2 separate regions of the Sus scrofa genome follow, and region 2 is linked to region 1. A link is a contact called in public Hi-C data. All regions are on one chromosome and are shown on one strand. The core of a region is the stretch at or near the end of the contact, and the rest is flanking DNA. Distances in the headings are between cores, read along the strand shown. Region 1 has its middle 190 kb from the start of FAT1. Region 2 has its middle 18 kb from the start of FAT1.

What was found. Hi-C and Micro-C count contacts between places; a contact is called where the count stands out from the background.
Region 2: a contact with region 1 is called in a Hi-C map of omental adipose tissue, with 1.9 times the contacts expected there. The contact joins two enhancer-like sites. A contact is called at or near these places in 9 of 47 Hi-C or Micro-C datasets (alveolar macrophages, embryonic fibroblasts, fibroblasts and 4 more) and 1 of 2 datasets of contacts at active chromatin or transcription factors (skeletal muscle).

Annotation. Positions count from the first base shown.
Region 1 is chr17:8,274,969-8,282,280 of Sscrofa11.1, reverse strand. No RefSeq gene overlaps it. Among named protein-coding and RNA genes, the nearest start is that of FAT1, 190 kb to the left of the region's middle. Within about 2 kb of position 5,015, at least 14 of the 83 cell types and tissues checked have an H3K27ac peak or open chromatin away from gene starts, as enhancers often do. A contact at or near this core is called in omental adipose tissue and subcutaneous adipose tissue, where this site is marked.
Region 2 is chr17:8,444,727-8,451,337 of Sscrofa11.1, reverse strand. No RefSeq gene overlaps it. Among named protein-coding and RNA genes, the nearest start is that of FAT1, 18 kb to the left of the region's middle. Within about 2 kb of position 1,622, at least 58 of the 83 cell types and tissues checked have an H3K27ac peak or open chromatin away from gene starts, as enhancers often do. A contact at or near this core is called in omental adipose tissue and subcutaneous adipose tissue, where this site is marked.

The DNA of each region.
Region 1 (7,312 bases), core at 3,766-6,265:
TGAAACTGCCATAACCACTAGAGATCCATCTAGTGAAATAGTACTCTAAAAATTCATACCATTGTATTTGGCCAAATATAAAAAATTAACTTTGGTTATACCGAGGTGTTAATAATTGGTAACACTTATATGCATTGACATCTAATGCCTCATTGTTAAACACATGAAGTCTTTTCTTTTTTGCCTTCAAAAGTTAAACACTTTGTTCTTTGAGACTTTTCAGACACAGAATAAATCAGTCTTAGCTGCCTCTCAGTTAAGTTCATGGCAAAACTGCTGAGGAGTAATTCTTTACCAGACTTTGCAGTCGTTCAAGACTGGTTCAAATGATTTTTGTTTCTTTCTATATTCTGCAGTTAGATGCTTGTCCAGAGACATTCCCCCTCCTCGAGAAATAATCGTTATTTATTCCAGAGGGTTAGAAACCCACAAATTTATAATTAAAGATGTGGAAATTAAACACATGTAATAGGTTATGCTGCCTTTTGGGTGACACTTCATGGCTAAGGAGTGTTTGTTTGTATTTTCTTCATTCAGACGGAAAAGTCAGCTTAATGCATCAGTGTGGTGACTTGATGACAATTGCCTGACCTGAGGGAGAAGTCTGGGTTAGAAAGTCTCTTTGTTCTTTGTGACTCTATCCTGTGACACTCTGCTATTTCTTTTAAAGTGGAGGCTGGCATAATGGACTGTAGGGAGGATGACCTGGTATAACCTGACCTACACAGATGCAGGGCTTTCCTCTGCTGGACTCTTTGACGTGTCCTTCGAGATGTTGCTAGGCTAATGTTATACTGGAATGGGAGAATTTGATTACTTTGGGAATCAATAGCTACTCTAGACTGTTTTGAAACATGTCGAGCAAATGAACTTGCTACTTTTCCCTCCCTCTTTTTTTAGACACATGACTCTATTAAGGGAAATTTAATCCGTATGTTTCTGATTCCTTTACACTTAACTCATCAAAACGTTGTTTTGTAAGAGTGCTTTGAAGTCAAGGAAGCCTTTTAAGTCATTTTTTATGAGACTTTTTCAAGCCTCTTTTCTTAGGAACAGGAAGTGGCATTTAGCCAACAGTTAACAAACTCAAACACCAAAAGGTTCAACTTGGGTTTGAATCTCTGAACCCACAAGTGTTTGAATGGATTCTTGACATGACCCATCTTTGCTGTGCATGTAGTGCCAATAGCCATCATAACAGTTCTAATTACCAAGATGACTGGGGAATCCTAACTGCCTGCCAACTCACAAGTGTTTCTCTAATCAATCTACTTCATGCTAAATTATGACTCATTTAACTTTAAAGGAACTACTTTATTACCCAATTGGCCTAGTGTTTTTGTGACTTTTGTGAACGCCATTTAAATTGTCACTCTCATAAAGCTAGCCAGATAGAACTTTTTAATCCAGTCACCAGTAAAAAATCACCCAACAGTTCAAGTTCCTCAAGTTCATGGGACAAGTGAATGTTGATTGACCATGAAGTCTTCTACCCACAAAGATACAGAGATTATTTCAACTACTCAGTTTCTGAGTAAAGAGGATAACATGGAGCCTACCATCCTTTAGTAAATAAAATGCACATTAGAATAACAAATGAAGCATCTGGCTTCAGAAGTTCTCCTTTGATTTATACTCAACAGTTGTTGTAAGTATAAACTAGCCTCCATTTCTCAGGAAATTTATAGCCCAAACAAGCACAGTACTGTCATGGTAATTCCCACTGCCTAATGCATTTGAAGTGATTCTGTCCGGTAGGCTTTGAAATCATCCCACTGAGTACTGAGTCTGCAACTTGCAAATTATGCAACAATGAACATGCCAAATAGCAGCAGCTGATCTACATGGTTGACACTTCAAAGTAGTCTCACAGGTAACACAGAGAGGGGCAGTAAGAAATACTTCTAGAAACGGGAGAGTTTCAGTAATTAACATTGATGTGAAAAGAGCTCAGGCAGAATGCCATGCCTCTTCTTTTAGGGTGCTGTAACTCAGTGCGCTGTAGGCGAAGATTATCATCCAGGCTAAGGAGCCTGGGGACATGGCACAGACTATATCACTACAGATACACTGGATACATACCGGCTAAATGCCTAGGAGCTCTGGAATCAGACAGCCCAGTTCACAACCTGACACCATCCATCACTGGACCTGAGATTTTTGGGAAAATGGGGATAATAATAGAACCTATCTCACTGGGCTGTTGTGAGGATTGAAGATGATAGAGGTCAAGTCCCTGCTTGATAAACTTGATGTTGATGATGATAATGATGATGATGATGGATCAGATCAGGGACTAGTATAAGGAGGAAACAGTCACTTAAGTATAAGTCACACTGAGAATAAACAGCTCTACACATGCTTTATTCATCGTCTCATCCATGTGCACGGCTTTAAGTGACACTTATTTATTGGTGATTTTAAAATCATTCAGAGTTCTTGCCGTGGCTCAGCAGGTTACGAACCCGACTAGTATCCATGAAGATACAGGTTTGATCCCAGGTCTCGATCAGGGGGTTCAGGACCCAGTGTTGCTGTGAGCTGTGGTGTAAGTTGCAGATGCAGCTTAGATCCCATGTTGCTGTGGCTGTGGTATGGGCCCTCAGCTGCAGCTGCAGTTCAAACCCTAGCCTGGGACCTTCAATATGCTACAGGTACAGCCCTAAAAGGCAAAAAATAAAGTATAAATAAAAAAATAAAATAAGGTTGTTGTCCTTCCTTTTGGCCTCTCTCAGAACAAGGCTTACAAGGCCACCATCAGCTTAATCTTCAGCTTCTCTTGCTGAACTATGGACCATTTCTCCAACTTGCCTGTTCTCTTCGTGTGCTGTAACTCTGCACACAGTGCTCCCTTCATTTTTAATGCCGTCACTTCTTATCTATCAGGCAAATTTCTACTCATCCTTCAATGCTCAAGCAACATGTCTTCTGCTTAAAAGCTTTGAATTCTTTTTTGCTGATTTAGGTAGTCCTCCTTTTATGCTTTCATTGCCGCTCACTCATATTCCATTACAGCAGGCATCCTATGGTGTTGGTTATCACTTGTATGTTTATCTCTACACTCCCTTGTGAGCACTGTGAGGTCAGACTACATCTTAGATCTTTGGAAGCCAGCACCTAGTAGAACACCTTGCATATGGTGGAATCAAACAGAAACTGATAGTGCCTTGTATATGGTGGGATGCACTAGACACTGGGTGGAGGGATAAAATGTGTTTCGAGAAATAACAGAAAGGCAAGGTGGGTTGAAAATAATTTTGGTTTTATCAATTCCGCTTTTGCTACAATAGACTCTTGACTCCATATTTCAGTTCTTCTAGTAGTCATATCTAGCAAATTTGAGTGTCTGGAAAGTAGTTTATATGTATGGGTGAGTTTTGTCTTTCTTTACGAAAAACATGCAACAGTGTTCTATGGCCACAGAGTGCATACAGTATTTCCCATATTATACACTGAATATCATTGACTAGATTTCAAAGCAGCTTGACTGAGACAGAGGTTTTCCTTGTTGTTAGTTCAGTGCCCGGCATTGAGGAGACCTTGTATTTGGTGAAAAAGCAAAGTATTTAGTATGAAAGCAAGGGTATACCAGTATCTAGATAATTAAGATGAAAAACTCTAGTGTTCTTTGCAACTACTTGTGTAATTGTGTAGTTCCCTAGAGTGATTCTCCAGTCTTTAGAGTGATTCATTGTATTTAGCATCAACCTTCAAAAGCCATATCAAAGACTCTTCTTTCTGCAACTGTATTGCTAATGGACCTCCGTAATGTCCTCCAAAGTGTAGGCTCCGTGAGAAACTTGTCTACAACCTTCAAAACCCAACTGTGTGTGGCTCTATGAAAACTGAAAGTCACTTAACTTTAAGTGATTGATGTGTACGGCCAAGAGATGGCTCAAAACTCAGCAGGTACTCATACAGAGAAGCACTCTGCATTTTGCCTTTCTTCAGAGCAATTATGTGAATTTTTAAGTGGAAATGTTAAGTCTGGAAGCCAATCCATTGCTGAGTGTAGCTTGAAAAAACTCCACCCTTAGAGATCCATTGAATAAGGGGTTTGACTTAATATCTAGGTCACTCTCCTTGACCACTTCACAACCTTCATGCTTAGCTAATTTAGGCTTCATTTATTTATTTTTTTAAACTACAAGTCATAACCCATTAATTGGTCATGAAATGAATTTAAAAAGGAAATGAGAACACACCGATATGTTTTGCATAGTAAGCATAAATATTGTTCCGTGAAACCTTTGTTTTCTTTTTAAAATTATGCCTGTGTGTGTGTGTTTGTGGTTTGGTGTGATGTGATGGGTATGCTGGGTCTTGATGTAAAATTTATTTCTTCCTCTGGGTTGCAGTAAAAACAGTTTGAAAGCTGCTGTCTTAGAAACTCTAAAGCAACCTGGGGTTTGGATGTTGATCAAGGCATCACCACCACCCTATAATACCAAGCAGCCAAATTGGAACATTGCTTGGCACACACTCATGTATGTCATGTGGCTGTTTACCAGTGCCAACTCTCAATTTTCATAGAAATGGAAGACAGGATCTTTTAGATAATTTACAAATTTTGGATGTCTTACTTTTTTCTTAATTTGAGAAATATCTATTGAATATTATATGTCAAGAACCTACCTGCAAGGGAGACAATAATGTAAAAGTCAACCCCTGAACTTATGGGACTTAAGATCTTTCTAAATAAAATGTCTTATAATTCCGAGTTACAAAATTAATTCTTTTATTTTCCTTTGTTTCAGCTGTTGACCTTCTCTGATAAAAAGTCTAATAAATAGGACTGGTCAAACAGTGAGGAAAAGAAAAAAAATTGAGAAAAAAAATGAGCCTGAAAAACACATAATTAGCTCTATGGTATTCCAGGCAATAAAAGGAGTAATAATGTCATACACATGTTTGATTTCTAACATTGGCAAAACCCAAAACTCTCTAGTTCTTTCTTTGAGTTCAGAATCTCTGAGTGCTGTCCTTGTGGCTCTTGTCATCAGACATCTGGGAAAGGAATGAGAAGGCCCACCCTTTAATTCTGATGCACACTTCAAATTTTTCTCTAGGAGCAAAGCTAAATGGGAAGTTATTTTTCCCTTGCTATTTATATATCCTGGTTTCTAGTTGTTCCATGCTGGATTGTAATACTTCAGGATCACCGAGTAAAATCCCTTCAGCATAATAAGTCATAAATAATCCATGTTTTGTCAACCATTAAAGTAAGGAAAACAACATACTTGCTTTTAAAGAGGAAAAACAAAGGACATGTACCATGGCCTCTAAAAGACTTTCCCATATTTGTTTACATGGAATTTCAAAAGCTGACAATATCTTTCCTTCCTTCCTGCCCCTTGATGTAGTGAAAAGCTTCCCATGTAAGTTTGATCATTCTAGTTTAAAATATTTATATAGTCTCTCATGTACTCAAATAGTTTTCTACACTAGAATTCTACAGTGTAATAGCTTGATAGTTTCGAAACCCCTATTTTCTTTTTTCTCTCAACAATCTTGTCTTAACTATCATATAATTTAAGTTCATGATCCATTCCTCATTCCTGCAGGAAGTCTTCTTTTAAACATGATTATATACTTTAAGAATGGAGCTGCTAATTTTTTACTGAGTTGCATTTTTTTATGGTTGCTCTCTTACTTCCTGGTAGCATATTTTGGATGACACATCCATAGCAACGGTAGTTTTATTTATAAGTAAACTGAAGAAGAAACATGGACTTTGGCTTGCCTGGGTATACAAAACACATCCAAATTGCAATTGTAATTGTGTCCACTGGTGGTGATACCGTCCAGGGTTTATCAAGATTTCCAAAGAAATCTGTTCTGTGGGAGGAAATCTACCAGCCATCACAACACAAAATGAAAAAAGCTGATGTGAAAATTTCTACTCTTTTGAAACACATTTTAAATTTAGTCTTTAAAAATAAGCATAAGTTAGCAATAGAGTTGAACCAGTGAACAACTGTGTCTACTTCCTAATAGTTCAATAAAGATATATAAAGTATTTTTATATTAGACATTGTGGGGACTGCAGAGATGAATAGAGGAGCTGAGTCCTGTGAAGTGGACATATGCTTGTGAGGCAATATGTATTAAATCTGGAATAAGTTACCTTAATGTCAAATGGGCTCAGAGGAATGAGAAGTGCCTACTTCTAGACTGGGGTGTTGCTGGGGAGTATATGACAATGGAGGATGAGTCTCGAAGTATAGATAGGATTTAATCTAACCATTGGGATAAAGGGAATGGAGAGAATTCCAGACTAAGTGAGCAGGTGAATAAATGTTGTATTTTCCATTTTGACTGGAGAGTGTAGAGAGTGTGTCAAAAAGGCAGGATGGGGCTGGAATTGGGGCTGGTCTTGAATGTCATGTTACAGAGTTTCTACTGTATGTTCTGCAGAAAAGAACATTTCATGATGCTTTTGAATAAGAATGTGATCTATTTTTGATTTGTAGTTTTTTTGCTTGTTATTTGTTTTGATTTTGTTTTAAAAACGTTTTACCATTTTGTCTTTTTTTGCTATTTTGACTTTATTTTTTGTTGGAGGATGATAAGCATAAGTAGCTAAGTAAGTAGCTAGTAGGAAGTAGGAATATATTAGAAGAGAGAGAGGCTGGAGGGAGGATGCCCAGTTTAGAGGTGATCATAATAGTCCTCGGGGAGGGAACCTCAATGCTCTGTAAGCAGGAAGGCAAAGCAGGAGCAGAAGTGACCTTGGCAGTCAAATGGACCAGGTGGGTAACTGATAGAGTGGTTGTGGGGGGCAGGTAAGGCAAAGTACAAGTAGAAGAGAGTTCCAAAGATTTTGGCTTTTGTAACACAAAGTCGATAGTAAAATCACAATAGATTAATGGCTTCCTAAAAAAAGAAGACTGTTTTGTGATAATTGTGGGGAAGAGCAAGGGATGTGATTTTATATATATATATATATATACACACACACATATATATATATATATATATACACACACACACATATATATATATATATTAGCCAAGGTGGATAGACACACATGCTCATAGCAGAGGTTTTCAGATTATCATGCATATTCAGGTGATGTGAGGGACTTGTTGAAATGAAGACTGTGAGTCAGTAGGTCTAGGTGGAGTCCAAAATTCTGTTTTTCCCCCTCAGCTCCCAGGAGAAGCCAATTCTGATGGTTCATGTAGCAAAAATCTAGAGGCTGGGAAAGAAGTGAGTTTAGGGAGATTCGGGGGCAATTTTTTTTTTTTTTTTTGTCTTTTTTGCCATTTCTTGGACTGATCCCGTGGCATATAGAGGTTCCCAGGCTAG
Region 2 (6,611 bases), core at 373-2,872, 170 kb before region 1:
TTCTCCGCGACCTCTTTTCACAGAGCCAGTTGGACCCCAGAACCTCCCCCGCCCAGGTAACGAACCTCAACGCCGGCCTTCCCAGGCAGACACCCCCGGCTCCCAGGTCTGCGGGACAAAGGACAGCGGTGCCGCCTCGTGCGCTTTCCCACCCGGTAAGTACAGCCTGCAAACTGTGAACTCAGTCTAATGAGAATCTACAAGTTCCTCGCGGAGAAGGGGAAACCCTGGGTGTCCAGACGTCCCACTCGGGGAACTCCCCCCGCCCCCCAAGCCCAAGAGCGAGGTCCGGGCATCCCGGGGCTGTGAGCCCAGCCTCAGCTCAGGCAAAGCTCCAGACGCCGGCTCAGCGCTGCCAGGAGTGCTCCCGGCCGTTGGGAAACAGCCCTCAGAAGAGGGCGGACATGACCTCAGAAAGTTTGTGGAGCTCAAATATGTTAACACTGTGAGGACAAAGAGATATGATTTCCCTGGAACCGGTGGAGGGGGGCTGCAGGGGGAACCACGAGGGCGAGGGAATCTAGGGTTAAAGAGGGAATTGCCTTAGTTCAAAGTTAATGCAGTCTCCTCTTACACCATCTCAAAGAAGGTGAGTGGAAAAAAAAAAGTGTGGGCAGGTTATGGTTAGGAAGGAAAAGTAATGCCTGCAGACTGAGTGTGCTGATTCGTAGCACTATGAGAATGTGGCATATTCCCTGCCAGTTATTTAGAATACGCACAAATTCACCCGTGCAACAAACATCATCATCATCCAAACACCCAGCCACAGCCATAACTGCGCAAAGGGCTCCTAGAGTTACAGGTCAATTTCATACATGGAAAACGTGGAAAAAAGGTGACCTGATCGCTAAGCTCAACTCTTTTGTGCCCCTTGCTGAATTCTAACTCCAAGCAGAACACAATCACCCATGAATGCCAACAGTTTGTTTGGGGGGCGGTGGGGGTGGAGAACAGTAAAAGATAGAACAACATTCTGCAAGATAAAATCACAAGATTTTTTAAATGGGACAAAAGAATTCCTGGAGAAAATTACCGTTCATTAATAAATAACAATGATCACTTGGACTAAAACATCTGTTTGGAAATTCCGATTCACCGGATTCCCTGAGAAACCTAATTGCCTGGAAGAAGTTGCACTTTGTCGCCACAGGAACAGCCGAGAGCCAGAGATGGAGGTTTCAGAGGCCAGTGCAGCCACGTTTTTACTGATCCTTTAGCCCCAACAGAACGAAAAGAGATGCCTTTTTGCTACTATCACATTACCTTCATATGAACGAGAAATGTAGTTCAAGCTCCTCACTTGTCCTCTCAATAGTCGATCCTTCCTAACCCAGTCCCCAGAGGCTCAAGAAAATTAGGAGGATGGGAGTGGGTTCCCAAAAACAGAAAAAGCTTTCTGCCAAGCACCGCCTTTGCATCCAGTCCACCCAAGCTGGTATTTGTATATTAGACATAAAACCGACCTTAGTGGGTGATAACTGAAGCCCAGGGTATTGTTGACCTGCCTCAAGCCCACGTCCCAGAACCGGCAGGTCCAAGTTCGTGGTGGGCTCAGAACCCCACAGGGAGCGCGCGCTTTGCCGGGTATCCGGACTAGAGGGCGCTGCGCCACTGCAGATCACGCGCACCCGATGCATCCTCCCTGGGCACCATTTCTATAATAAGTTACATTCGAAATAATGCACAAACAGCATAGCTTTTCAAGTTCTTTTCAACAGTGCCCTGTAAGTATTTTATGAATTCCAAAACCTATGCATACTGATCTTTCATTCCGAGCCAAGCACAACCGGAGCGGAAAGCCTGTAGGATGCATTCGCTTCCCTGTACTAGCCAAACACCACGTAATTTCATTTACGTTTAAACTTAAATACAAAAAGGCTTGCACTAAGAAAGGAACTCACTCGTCCAGCCGAGTCCTCGTTGCTCCGCGTTGAAGTCCGAGCAGCTCTGTAATCCCTACGCGATTTGGCTGTTTAAGAAAAAAAAAAAAAAAAAAGCCGTGCCAGAAGTACCAACTTTGCTACCCTCGGATCTTCAGCTTGTCCCCAACGAGAGTGCGAAGCGCCCGCGCAGCCCAGGTGGCCCCATCTCTAGAGGCTTCCGTCCTGGGTGAAACTTGAGCACCAAAAGGAGGAGAAATGAGAGTGCGCGAGGGCTAGAGAGAGGGCCGAAGAGAAACCAAGTTTGTCTGGACTAGTCCGGGCAGGGAGCCGCTGAGTTTAGGAGTTGCGGCTGGGAGCTGCGGCGGATCACTGCCTCTTTCCCCACTCACTCCCTCCGGGAGGTGGTGGGGGAGGGGAGGTGACGTCAGCGCCCCGCCTCGCCCCCAGCCCCGCGGCGCGGACCGGATTCTCCAGCCGGGTCCGCCTCCCGGACGGTAGCGGCGGCGAGCTCGGAGGCTGGGCAGGCTCCTCTGCTGCAGCGATGGCTGCGATCCTGGCGGTGAAGCGGCTGCCCGTCTCCACCCTGCCGCGTCTCCCCGGCACAGGGGAGCTCTGGCGTTCCTCGCACTCAGCACCGGAGCGGCCCCGCGCGCGCACCTCGCTGGCTTGCCTTCTCGCTAGCCCGCTCCGGCCGCGTTTCCCACGGCTCGAACTGCAGGTGATGCTCTTTCTCTTCTGCAGCTGAGATTCGTCGCGAAGTGACGCCTCCCGGTTTTTGCAGGGCGGAAGCGTGAAGAGTCTCTGCAGACTGGCCTGGACGACTTGTACTTTGTAGCCCTCCAACTTCAGGATGTGATCTATTTTAAATACTTCTCGTGTTCAATCGCTGTTTGTGATCTTTGCGTTGAAAATTACGGAGCCATATTTTAATGTTCAAATCCTTTCTAAAAGCGTCTACGTTTTTAGCCCGTACTCTGAAGAGTACGGGGATCCGTGGGGTGGGAGGAGAAGTGGAGGAGGAGCCAGTTTCTAACGTTTCTTAGGAGTCATCCACAGCGATAGGGGCCAATAGACAAATCAATGTCTACTCCTCGTAATATAGACTAAGATAAATGTAGATGCTGTTGAAGTTTAATTCGCAAGTAAATGCGTCATTTCTGTGTAAGCATTCAGGCGCCAGGAAAATATCTGCTGTGGAATTTTTTTTTTCCCCCAAAGGAGCTGAAGTGTCGAAATAAAATTTCAACACCGTAAAATTCCCAGGGAGCCATTTCTGAGTTGACTCTGTCCCCAGAAGGCTGGCATTAAAATTCAAAGATCCCTGGAAAAGGAAAGGGGGCTAGGAACAGGTTCTATTAATACCTTCAAAGCCATTGATCTAGATTTAGTGGTCAGTTTAGCTGGCTGTTATCTTTGAAAGGTAAAGAGCAAAACCCTTAGGATACAGGAAACAAGGGAAGGAGTTAAAGCATTAAGAAAAAAGATTAAGTGTTGGAGTATTGCCTGTGCTTATAAGGCCTTGAGGAAGAAGTCATTTAAGAGATCTCTAAATTAGTTTCCTCATCTATGATAAGGAATGACACCTGCTTCACATTGTAAAAATGTATTCGTGTATTTTTTTTCCTTCGAAAATATTTATCGAATGCCATTTATTTGCCAGGGAGATAACAATCACTCACACAGGCAGCACTTTCCCCCAGCATCATCTACAGTGTCTATTAAGCACCTAGGATCAATATTCTTTCTTACCCTCCTTGGTTCTTTGCAGTGTCTCATTCTCCTCATCTATACAATTAGGAAGTTGAAGTTATTACAAATAATTTAAGGTGTATGTTGCTTTGAAAGGGAGAGGAGGGCACCAAGAGGCTAGGAGATGGAGGGTTATGAGTCTTCAGACCTGGGAGCACCCAGAAGGTGCCAAATTCCTGAGGAGGGAGGAAGCAATCAAAGGACAAACTGACTTGAAAGGCCAGACAGTTAGTACAGAGGACTGACCTCCTATGCTTCACTATTTCATCCACACAGGCCACTCCTTTTATGTCAATAGTTGAATTTAGAAATTGACCATGTATTACAAGTTCTTATAAATGATACACATAAGTTGCCCCCAGAAGCTGCCATGCGAGTCAATTTGGTTTGCTATACTCATCTTTCGAGCTATCATTGGTAAATCAAATAACTTCCAATAAAAATATACAAATGAGACCTTATATATAATCATTGATAGTATTAATTGAAATAGCTACCTTTTAAAAATCAAAGTGAGAGGGACAGAAAACTTTGAACAAAGCCTCTAGATCTACACAGTCTAATCCTAAAGGTAGCCATCAGGCACTAGTGGCTAAGTAAATTAAAATTCAATTCCTTGGTCTCACTGGCTACATTTCAGGTACCCAATATCCACTCTTGGCTGGTGGCTGCTCTTGTGTTCAGGACCAATAAAAGAACATTTTTATCATGACAGAGTTCTGTTACAGACTTTGCTATCGTTTTTGGAAGTCTACATCAAACATTGTCATTTCAATGCATCCAACACTGAATCACTTCCAAAGTTTAAAAAAAAAAAAAAAACAGAATCACAAGAATCTAAGAAGGGTTCCCTCTTTTCACAGTTATTTATTAAGTACCAACACTATGCTAAGTAAAATTATAAAAGACTCAAATTGAATGAGTTAGGTGTGTTTGGTGATTTAAAAATATTAACATGGCTTAAGAGAGCCTTTTTTTCATTGTTTTCAGTTATTGCTAAGGACTAAAACCAGGGGGAAAACCAAGGGGAATCACTCAAGTCAAAGCAAGAAATAATTTTAAGACATTTTTAAGAATAGTCCTCACACTAAATAATTGTGAGTGGGCTGGCTGACTTCTGGCATCCTACCCTTTCTCTCTTCCTTTTCACTGCTTTCTCATCCCCTGCACCCTTTCCACCTGCTCTTCCTGAAGGTGAGTCACCATTCAGTGCTCTCCACTTCTCCACATTTTGGAATTATTTTATCCTTTGTATTCAAAGACTGCTCTTCTTTGGGAACCACTTGTACTCTCCAAGGGTGGCCATTGGAACAGACAACTGGTCAATCTGATAAGAATCAGTAGAGGTTCACTATGGGTAGGGTTATGTTCATCTTCCTGGTCTCTTGCAAGTGCATTATAACAAGCGCTTTCTAAAAGCTAAAGCTTAAATTTTATTCTAATGGTGAAATTTCAGATGCCAAAGCCAATCAAGAAAATATTTGGAGGCATTACACTGGATGGCTAACTATTAAAAAAAAAAAAAAAAGGATAAAGTATACCCTCATTTGAGGCATAAAACATAGTAGAAAAGGCTGGCAGTGAACTTTCTGCCCCTACAAATGTAAGAGTATCATCCCCGTGGGGTTTGGGAACAGACCGCGCTGGGTAAGCATCAGGCTTATGATGCTTTCCGAGCTCAGTGATTGAAGGATTCTAAGTCTACCTTTTGAACAGGAAGCAATGAATCATGCAGAAACTGTTAAAATACTTTCTCAATAGAGGTAGTAAAATGAACATTAGACTCAAGGTCAGTAAATCTCATTTGAATCTTTGCCACGTAAAATCGAATGTATTTGGTTATTACTGGATTTGGGGAGTCTCATTTTCCTTTATGAAGGTGCATTTCTAAAATGATCTAAGAAACAAAGAAACAAAAATCTTCTTCACCTGTTCTGAGAGATATCAATAAAGATGAAGATTCCTACTACAGTATCATTATTCTCCTCAGCTTTATCCACAATCTCTCACCCTACCACTCCCTCTCAACTATGAGGCTTTGTAGAATAGTAACAAGTAACATTGATTTAATGACAGTTATACTTATTTATATGCATCATCTTATGTAATTCTTACATAATCTGTAGAGTATTAGCAATTAATATCCTACTTCCATGTTCTGGATGAAATTGTGAGGTTGAAGTAGATTGGAAAACTTTTGAACTGAAACTCAAGGCTGACTGTCTTCACAGCCAATACGCTTGTCAATATGATACAACAGCTCCTTGCACCTTATACCTCATTTGCACCCTTTATGAACCAAGGCCTTTGTTGTGGTTTAAGAAGCAACCTAAGAGAACAAAAACACTATCAAATGATGGCTGGAGAAAAATGCTTCTTTCTAGCAGCTACACTAAATATCGATTTAAGAATGTTTAGAAGTGGGTCCTTTAATCACAGCGTGAGGGCACAACTGATGGGTGTTTAGGAATAGATATGTAATACATCCATTATTTGCTTGACTTGCCTATTTTCCTAGGTAGATATACATACTCTTAAACACATTTCTTTTCAATTTGAAATCGTTGTCTGGCTTTAACTTGTTTTTAGTTGCAACAGCAGAAAAATACACACCAATGATTCTCGATGAATTCTGACAAGAACGATCTCGTAGGATTTCATGATCAGCATTTCAATGTATACTCTGTGTTTCCTTTTCCTGGTCTGGAAACACTAGGGTTTTTTTCTCTCTCCAGTTCTCCTTTGTCTCTTTAATTTATGCTTTTCTCTATGACAAGATGGGAAATCCCCTCATTCCCCCTTTTTTTTTTTTTTTAATACTATTAACATAGTGGAGTGGGGGGGTCAGTGGATAGAAAATTACTAGGAGATCAGCAGTTGGAAGGGCTTCTGGCTAAACACGTCTGACAGGATTCTTACTGAAGGCAGGCCAGGGTGATCAGATACTACCAGGGTGTTAGTGAGAAAAAAGGAAATGTG